Regions from separate parts of the Lactuca sativa genome. Here region 2 is linked to region 1. A link is a contact called in public Hi-C data. All regions are on one chromosome and are shown on one strand. The core of a region is the stretch at or near the end of the contact, and the rest is flanking DNA. Distances in the headings are between cores, read along the strand shown. Region 1 holds the start of LOC111882669. Region 2 holds the start of LOC111882661.

The links. Hi-C and Micro-C count contacts between places; a contact is called where the count stands out from the background.
Region 2: a contact with region 1 is called in a Hi-C map of leaf, with 7 times the contacts expected there. The contact joins the promoter of LOC111882661 here to the promoter of LOC111882669 in region 1. A contact is called at or near these places in 2 of 4 Hi-C or Micro-C datasets (leaf and seed).

What each region holds. Positions count from the first base shown.
Region 1 is chr2:33,975,015-33,978,501 of Lsat_Salinas_v11, reverse strand. LOC111882669 reads left to right here and starts at 2,140. Exons shown (of 5, transcript XM_023879041.2): 1 at 2,140-2,371; 2 at 2,686-2,962; 3 at 3,058-3,203; 4 at 3,291-3,409. The coding sequence starts at 2,748.
Region 2 is chr2:34,175,450-34,178,630 of Lsat_Salinas_v11, reverse strand. LOC111882661 reads right to left here and starts at 1,836. Exons shown (of 5, transcript XM_023879034.3): 1 at 1,542-1,836; 2 at 1,397-1,446; 3 at 944-1,070; 4 at 721-825; 5 at 1-596. The coding sequence starts at 1,650.

The sequences.
Region 1 (3,487 bases), core at 891-3,390:
CATCACTTGTGCATATACATTTTCAACCACATTTTACCGCTTACTCACATCACTAAAATCTTATGAACTCACCAGCTTAATTGCTGATCAACTCTTTCAAATAACTTGTATTCTCAGGAGACTATTAGACAGGTGCTCGTGCTGGGACTTCAGAAGATGGAGCATTATAGCTTCAAGTCTTGTTTTGTTATTTGTTTATGACTTCTATGTTTTGTGAACATACACATTGTAAACACTTTCTTTCTAAATGAAATGGTTGTTCATTACTTGCTTACCATATACATATCTCGTGATACTAAACATGACGTCCTCCACCCCTAAACGTTTTCGTCGTTCCAGTTTTGGGGTGTGACATATTGAACGCAGGGCGTTCCCCAATTGAACGCGGGGCGTTCCCTCTTTGGGATGCGTGCCTCGAACTTCAAAACTTCATAACTTTCGCATACGATCTCCGTTTTCGACGTTCTTTATATCCACGCGTAGGTGAGACTATGATCTACAACTCTCGTTTAGACTCCGTCGGCTAATTTTGACTTTATTTTTATTATATTATTTTTAGTAGGTCGAGACAGGAAAACTCCGTTAAAAATTCATAACTTCTTCATCTAACGTCCGTTTTTGTCTGTCTTTCTTTCGTTGCACTACTATCGACGAGATCTTCGATTCTCGTTTAGATTATTTCGGCTAGAAACCACTCGATCTCATATTCAAACTTTGGGCTGCATATCGCTAAGCTGAAACTTAGAAAAATCATAACTTCCTCATACGAAGTCAGATTTGGACGTTCTTTTTATGCACACTCTCGGTTTAATGTATTCTATGAATTTCGTTTAGAATACTAAGGTTAATTATCGCTCTATCGTAAATTCACTATTTACGTCGTGTTGTGTCGTATCGGTTCTGTCGCGAAACTTCGACAGGTCATAACTTCTTCGTTATAACTCGAATTTCTGCATTCTTTATATATCTGGAATCCTTGTCACGGCCACTACAACTTAGTTAAGATTATTCATTCTAAATAATATTCTATCAAAAAGTCAGTTTTGATGCTTATCGTCTCTAAATTGACTAGCAAGATCTACGAACGTTACAAAAAAGAACCAAGAAAGGCTCGCCGGAGATCGGAATCCCTTCCCCTCTCCTGTGTATTTTTTCTCCCAGATCAATGAAGAGGTTGCTGGAAACAACCCCTCACCATCATTGCCTTCATTTTCTCCTTCTTCGTGTTTACCAACGGATGGTAAAGTGACAACCGAGAGCTGTCGGAGCCACCCTCGTTGATGAAGCAACCGATTGCAACCTCCCTCCTTCCTCCATTATTGTTGTCGATTAAAACAACAATCCAAACACTCATGTGTGAGTTTCTTCTACCCTCAGACGTTGGATCGGCCCTAACATTGGCCAAATCGAAGTTTAAGGCTGCCGGAAATCGACCACCCCTTCTCGCGACTTAGACTGCTCGTTCCTCTCCCGAACAGAGGAGCAGACATAGAGAATGGATCCATGATTGGTTGCAGGATCCAGATGAAGACGGAAGTGACCTGCTGAAGAGAAGCATTAATGAAATCAAGTGAAACAGGAAGATGAAACAGTAGATGTGAGTGGTTTCCTTTTGAACAACATTTATATAGGTTTCTTTGAGAGCGATTTGACTTAGGATCAGTTCTTCTTCTTGTAGCCATTTTACAAATGGGTTTCTTGTAAATGGTATAGGTAAAATGTGTTTGTTTATCATATGAACCAGGAAATCGCCACTAACTCACTTTTGAGTGTTCTTAAACCGATCAAAGCCGCCTGAAACTCACCGGAAATTGATTTCTTTGACAAACAACGGTGGCGAGGGATATGAGAGAGCGATTGAGAATATGTAAAATGAGAGAGAGGGAGAGAGAGAGAGAGAGAAATTATTTTTTAATTGTTAAAATAAATAAATAAATATTAAAATTTAAAAAAATCAAAGATAAATGAAAAATACTATCCCAAGGGTATTATAGTCATTTCAATTTTCGGAGCGACTATTTTCACATACAAACTAGTTCAAAAGAACCACGAATCCAAAAAAAATCATAGTTTCGACTAATACACCAGAAAAATGACCCTAGAAAAACGCTTAGTACCAATGGGATTTTTGCAATTTTGTCTGAAATCATCCCCATTTTATACAAGTTGAAATCAAGAACCTGTTTATGGTCCGGACCCGTTTCTCAGGCCCTAGTTCTTGTTCGGGTTTGGGATCCACCAGATCGGGTGGAGCTTTTGAAGCGTACTCTGTTTACGAATTCTCCTACGCCTTCATCCTCCTCCGATCGCCGCCGCCTCCACTCCGCTCACTTCTCCCTTTCCCACTTTGCTCCGGCAGCGATACTCACAGGTAATTCTAAGCACAAATCACCTGTTACTAGTAGCGCTTGATTCACGGTTTGATTGTATCGAGATTATGAATAATATCATACGTCGAACTTGGATTTGCTTGTAGCATAGCGACTTTTGGCTCATGTGGTTACCTAATTTTACGATATTTGTGTTTATTAAGGCTAGAAATCCCTCCCAATTACAAATTCACTTGCTACGATAAAAATCATTAATGTTTAGGGTTCAGTTTTTCAGTTCAATTTCTTCAGTATTACCTGGATAGGTAGGTTCCCAGAATCGATTACTTATGTTTCGTTTTGCCAATTTCATTAGGAATCATCACTTTCATCCTCAAAAGACTCATTGAAGATTCTTAGGAAAGGTTGTCATCAACAATGAGACTCCGATATGCCATGGTATGCTCTTCAAATCAGAATCGAAGCATGGAGGCTCACTTCATACTCAAAAGGGAAGGCTTTGATGTTTCTTCATATGGAACAGGCACTCACGTCAAACTCCCAGGCCCTTCTTTACGAGAACCAAATGTCTATGAATTTGGCACCCCTTACAAACAGATGTATGAAGAACTCAGACGCAAAGACCCTGAACTGTATCCTCAATCCTCATTCTGTATTTCTGTTTATGCATGAATTTATGTTGAAATGAAAGTTCCACTTCAGTTGCCATTTCTTAATTATTACATAGCTATAAGCGTAATGGCATACTCCCAATGCTGAAGAGGAACTTGGGAGTGAAAACTGCACCTCAGAGGTGGCAAGAAAACATAGCAGATGGACAATTTGATGTTGTATTCACATTTGAGGAAAAAGTTTTTGATATGGTTGCTGAAGGTTAGTTTGGTCATCTTTACATCTTATAGTTTCCAGTTTTTATTTATTTTTATAAACTGTAATTATGGTTTTGATAATTATGTGTAGATCTTCATACTCGTGATCATATTCTTCTGAAACCTGTTTTGGTGATAAACTTGGAAGTAAAAGATAATCATGAAGAGGCTTCAATTGGTGCTAGGCAAACTTTAACATTGTGTCAAGAGGTTTGTGTCATCTCTTTTTTTCTTGCATTTAGCCCACTTTCTTTATTTTTAGTCAATTACCAGAATAAACTAATGAAT
Region 2 (3,181 bases), core at 587-3,086, 200 kb before region 1:
ATGCCTATACTTCCCACCTGTCTGAACCACTACAGACGGAAAATTCTCTTTATTAACCGAATCCGGAAACCCTTGTGTCTCCAAACACACACCCGAATGCTTCCCATAAACAGCTCCCCCTTTCCCCACAACCCCACTCACATAATTCCCCGTATAAAATTGCATTCCAGGAGCATCCGTCCACAAATTCAAAACCCTAGAACTCACCGGATCCTTCAATTTCACAGCGCGTTTCAACCCTAATTTCTCTTCCCCACTATCGAGAACATAATTATGGTCATACCCTAATCCGATTTCATTAATCGAAGTCCCGATTCTCTTCTCTGTAGTGAAATCGAACGGGGTTTGGGCCACAGGTTTGATTTCGCCGGTTGGGATTAGGGTTTCGTCGACCGGAGTGATGTGGTTTGCGAAGATTTGGGCGGTGTGGTTGAGGATGGTGGTGCCGGAGTTGTGGCCGGCGAGGTTGAAGTAGGTGTGTTGGGCGAGGTTGACCGGAGTTGGTTTGTTTTCCGGTGTGGCTTCCATGGTGAGAGATAATGTTGTTTTTGATGTCAGGGTGTAGGTTGCTTTCACGGAAAGGTCTCCTGGGTAACCTGATTCCAAACAAGATTTTGAATTTATTAAAGGAAAATTATGTTTTGAAGAGCATAAATACAAAATCCATTTCCATGGAATCAACCATTCCATTCCTTTTCTGATTCCATCATACCAAATTACCTTCTTCCCCATCACGAGCATGGTATTTAAAGGTTATTGATGGATTGTCTCCCTGTTTATGCTCAACGACTTCCCAAACAACCTTGTCAAATCCTTTAAGCCCACCTTAGAGCAAGAAATAGGAAAACAGAATGAAAACTAAATAACACTATAAAGAAAATTGGTAATTGACCCTAATTGACAACCATATACATTGATGAAAAATTCAGAAATTACTACATACCATGGAGACTGTTTGGACCATTGTTAATTGGAAGAGAATATTCAGTCCCATTGAGTGTGAACTTCCCCTCTTTAATCCTGTTTGCAACTCTCCCAACAATGCAACCAAAGTAGGGTGCAGAACCATTCTGATAGATCAAAAAATAAACCACAAATTTAGGGTATATAATGTATATGAAATCAATTTCAAAATCGATTACTATACGCATAATGGGTTCAAATTAAGAACCTTTAAGATCGAATTGATAGAAACAACATTATTCCAATTCGTATCACAATTATAACCCTAAATGTAGCTATCGATCTTTCCCAAATCCTACAGTTTTCTTCTTTTATCTCAAAATTTGCATTATCCTCATACGGACTGCGTATTTAGTTAAACCCTAATTTTGGGGAAACTTCGGATCAACAAGATGATCGTGTTGCTTTCGCAGTGAATTGTAAAGGAACTCACCAGGTAGGGTTCGAGAGTGTCAAATCCAAGAACAACATCACCCAATTTTCCTGTTAAAAATCAAAATCCGAAACATCATCAGCGATTAAAGAGTTTCGAACGAGAAACGAGAAGAAAGAGGGGATAAGAGAGAAGAGAATGATACCGTCTTTATCAGGAACGAACAAGGAGGTGATGATGCAACCATAATTAGACACCATAACCTTCATTGTTCCATTGTTTAGTTCAAAGAGCTGTGGTTTCTGGTCCGCCATTGGTAACGATTGCAGTGATGAGTGATGAATGATGATCAGATCGATTATATGGAAGTTATATAACCATTAGAGGAGAAGAAATCGATTGGGTTTGGATTTAGATGCCGATCTACATAAAGAGTTCGAGAGATCCACGGAATGTATTATTGGACCCACGGAGGTGATCTGATGGAAGTTTAGATACCTGATACAGTTGGACGTGCTTTTATTATTTTATTTATTTAATATATTATGATGAAAGGTTATATATTATGAGTCCTATTATTTTATTTATTTAATAGTTTATACCTCGTTATAGGGATGAACAAAAGGACCGAATCAGCCCGAACCGGACCGGAACCGGAAACCGGTTTCGGCCAAAAGCAAGAACCGAACCGGCTTGGCGGTTCTACCGGTTCCCGGTTCCTACCGAAATAGTATCATACGGTTCCGGTTTTTGCCGTTTTGGTTATATCGGTTCCGGTTCCCGGTTTCAAAAATCCACAAAAATAACGTCTCGGTCCCGGCTCGACCGGTTCCATCGAGTTCCGGTTCCGGTTCCGGCCGGTTCCCCGGTCCATATGCTCATCCCTACCTCGTTAGAACTATGGGTTATAAAATGTAAATTTTCATAATAAAATTTATAATTAATTTATTATTTTAAATAAATTATTAATTAAGAGATATATCAAATTTTTAAAGTTATTATAACTTAAAATTTAACATATAATTAGAAAATATAAATTTGAATTGTGAAATGAATTACCTAATATATATCTACATGACACATAACATAATATTAATAAGAAGTTATATTAAAGTGATACTTACCAAAAAGAAGATTAAAATTATTTATTTATTAGAATAAGGATTTATTTGTTAAAAAGTTAATGAGTTGACAAGTCGGTCCTAAGATATTTGATTTCTCGGGAAAAAAACCCTTTAAATTACCAAAATTTATATAATAATTAAATCTAAGTTAATTTTTTTTCCGAAGGATCTTGGTGATAGACAAACTACGGATCCTAAATAAAAATATTCAGTAATTTATTATAAAAATATTGTTATTATATAAAATTATATGTAAATGACTTCAAATGAATTTTAAATAAAATAATTAGAAAAACTTCAAAATCAATACTATTACATAACATTTTAATAAAATCAAACATATAAATCATTCGGCCTAATATGTGTTATTATTTTTTTGATTGTTTATTGGATATAACTTTAATATACATTATAAAAGAAAGCTAAGTAATAAAAAAAGGAAAAAAGAAAGCAATTGAAAAAAAAGGATAGTTGAACCCTACGATAATTGACTGAATTGCAAGGAAATAAACTTTGAACTCGGATTACACATATTAGAAAGAAAAAAAAAAAAGGATCACTTATATGGTAAAAAAAAAAACATACAACTGCAGGGAATTGAATCTAGGTTAGGGATGGCAAAAAAACCCGAATCCGATGGGGAAACCCGATTATTTCGGGTCGGGTAACGGGTCGTTATCGGGTTCGGGGCAGGGAGTGGGTTATCCTCGCCCCGCCCCGA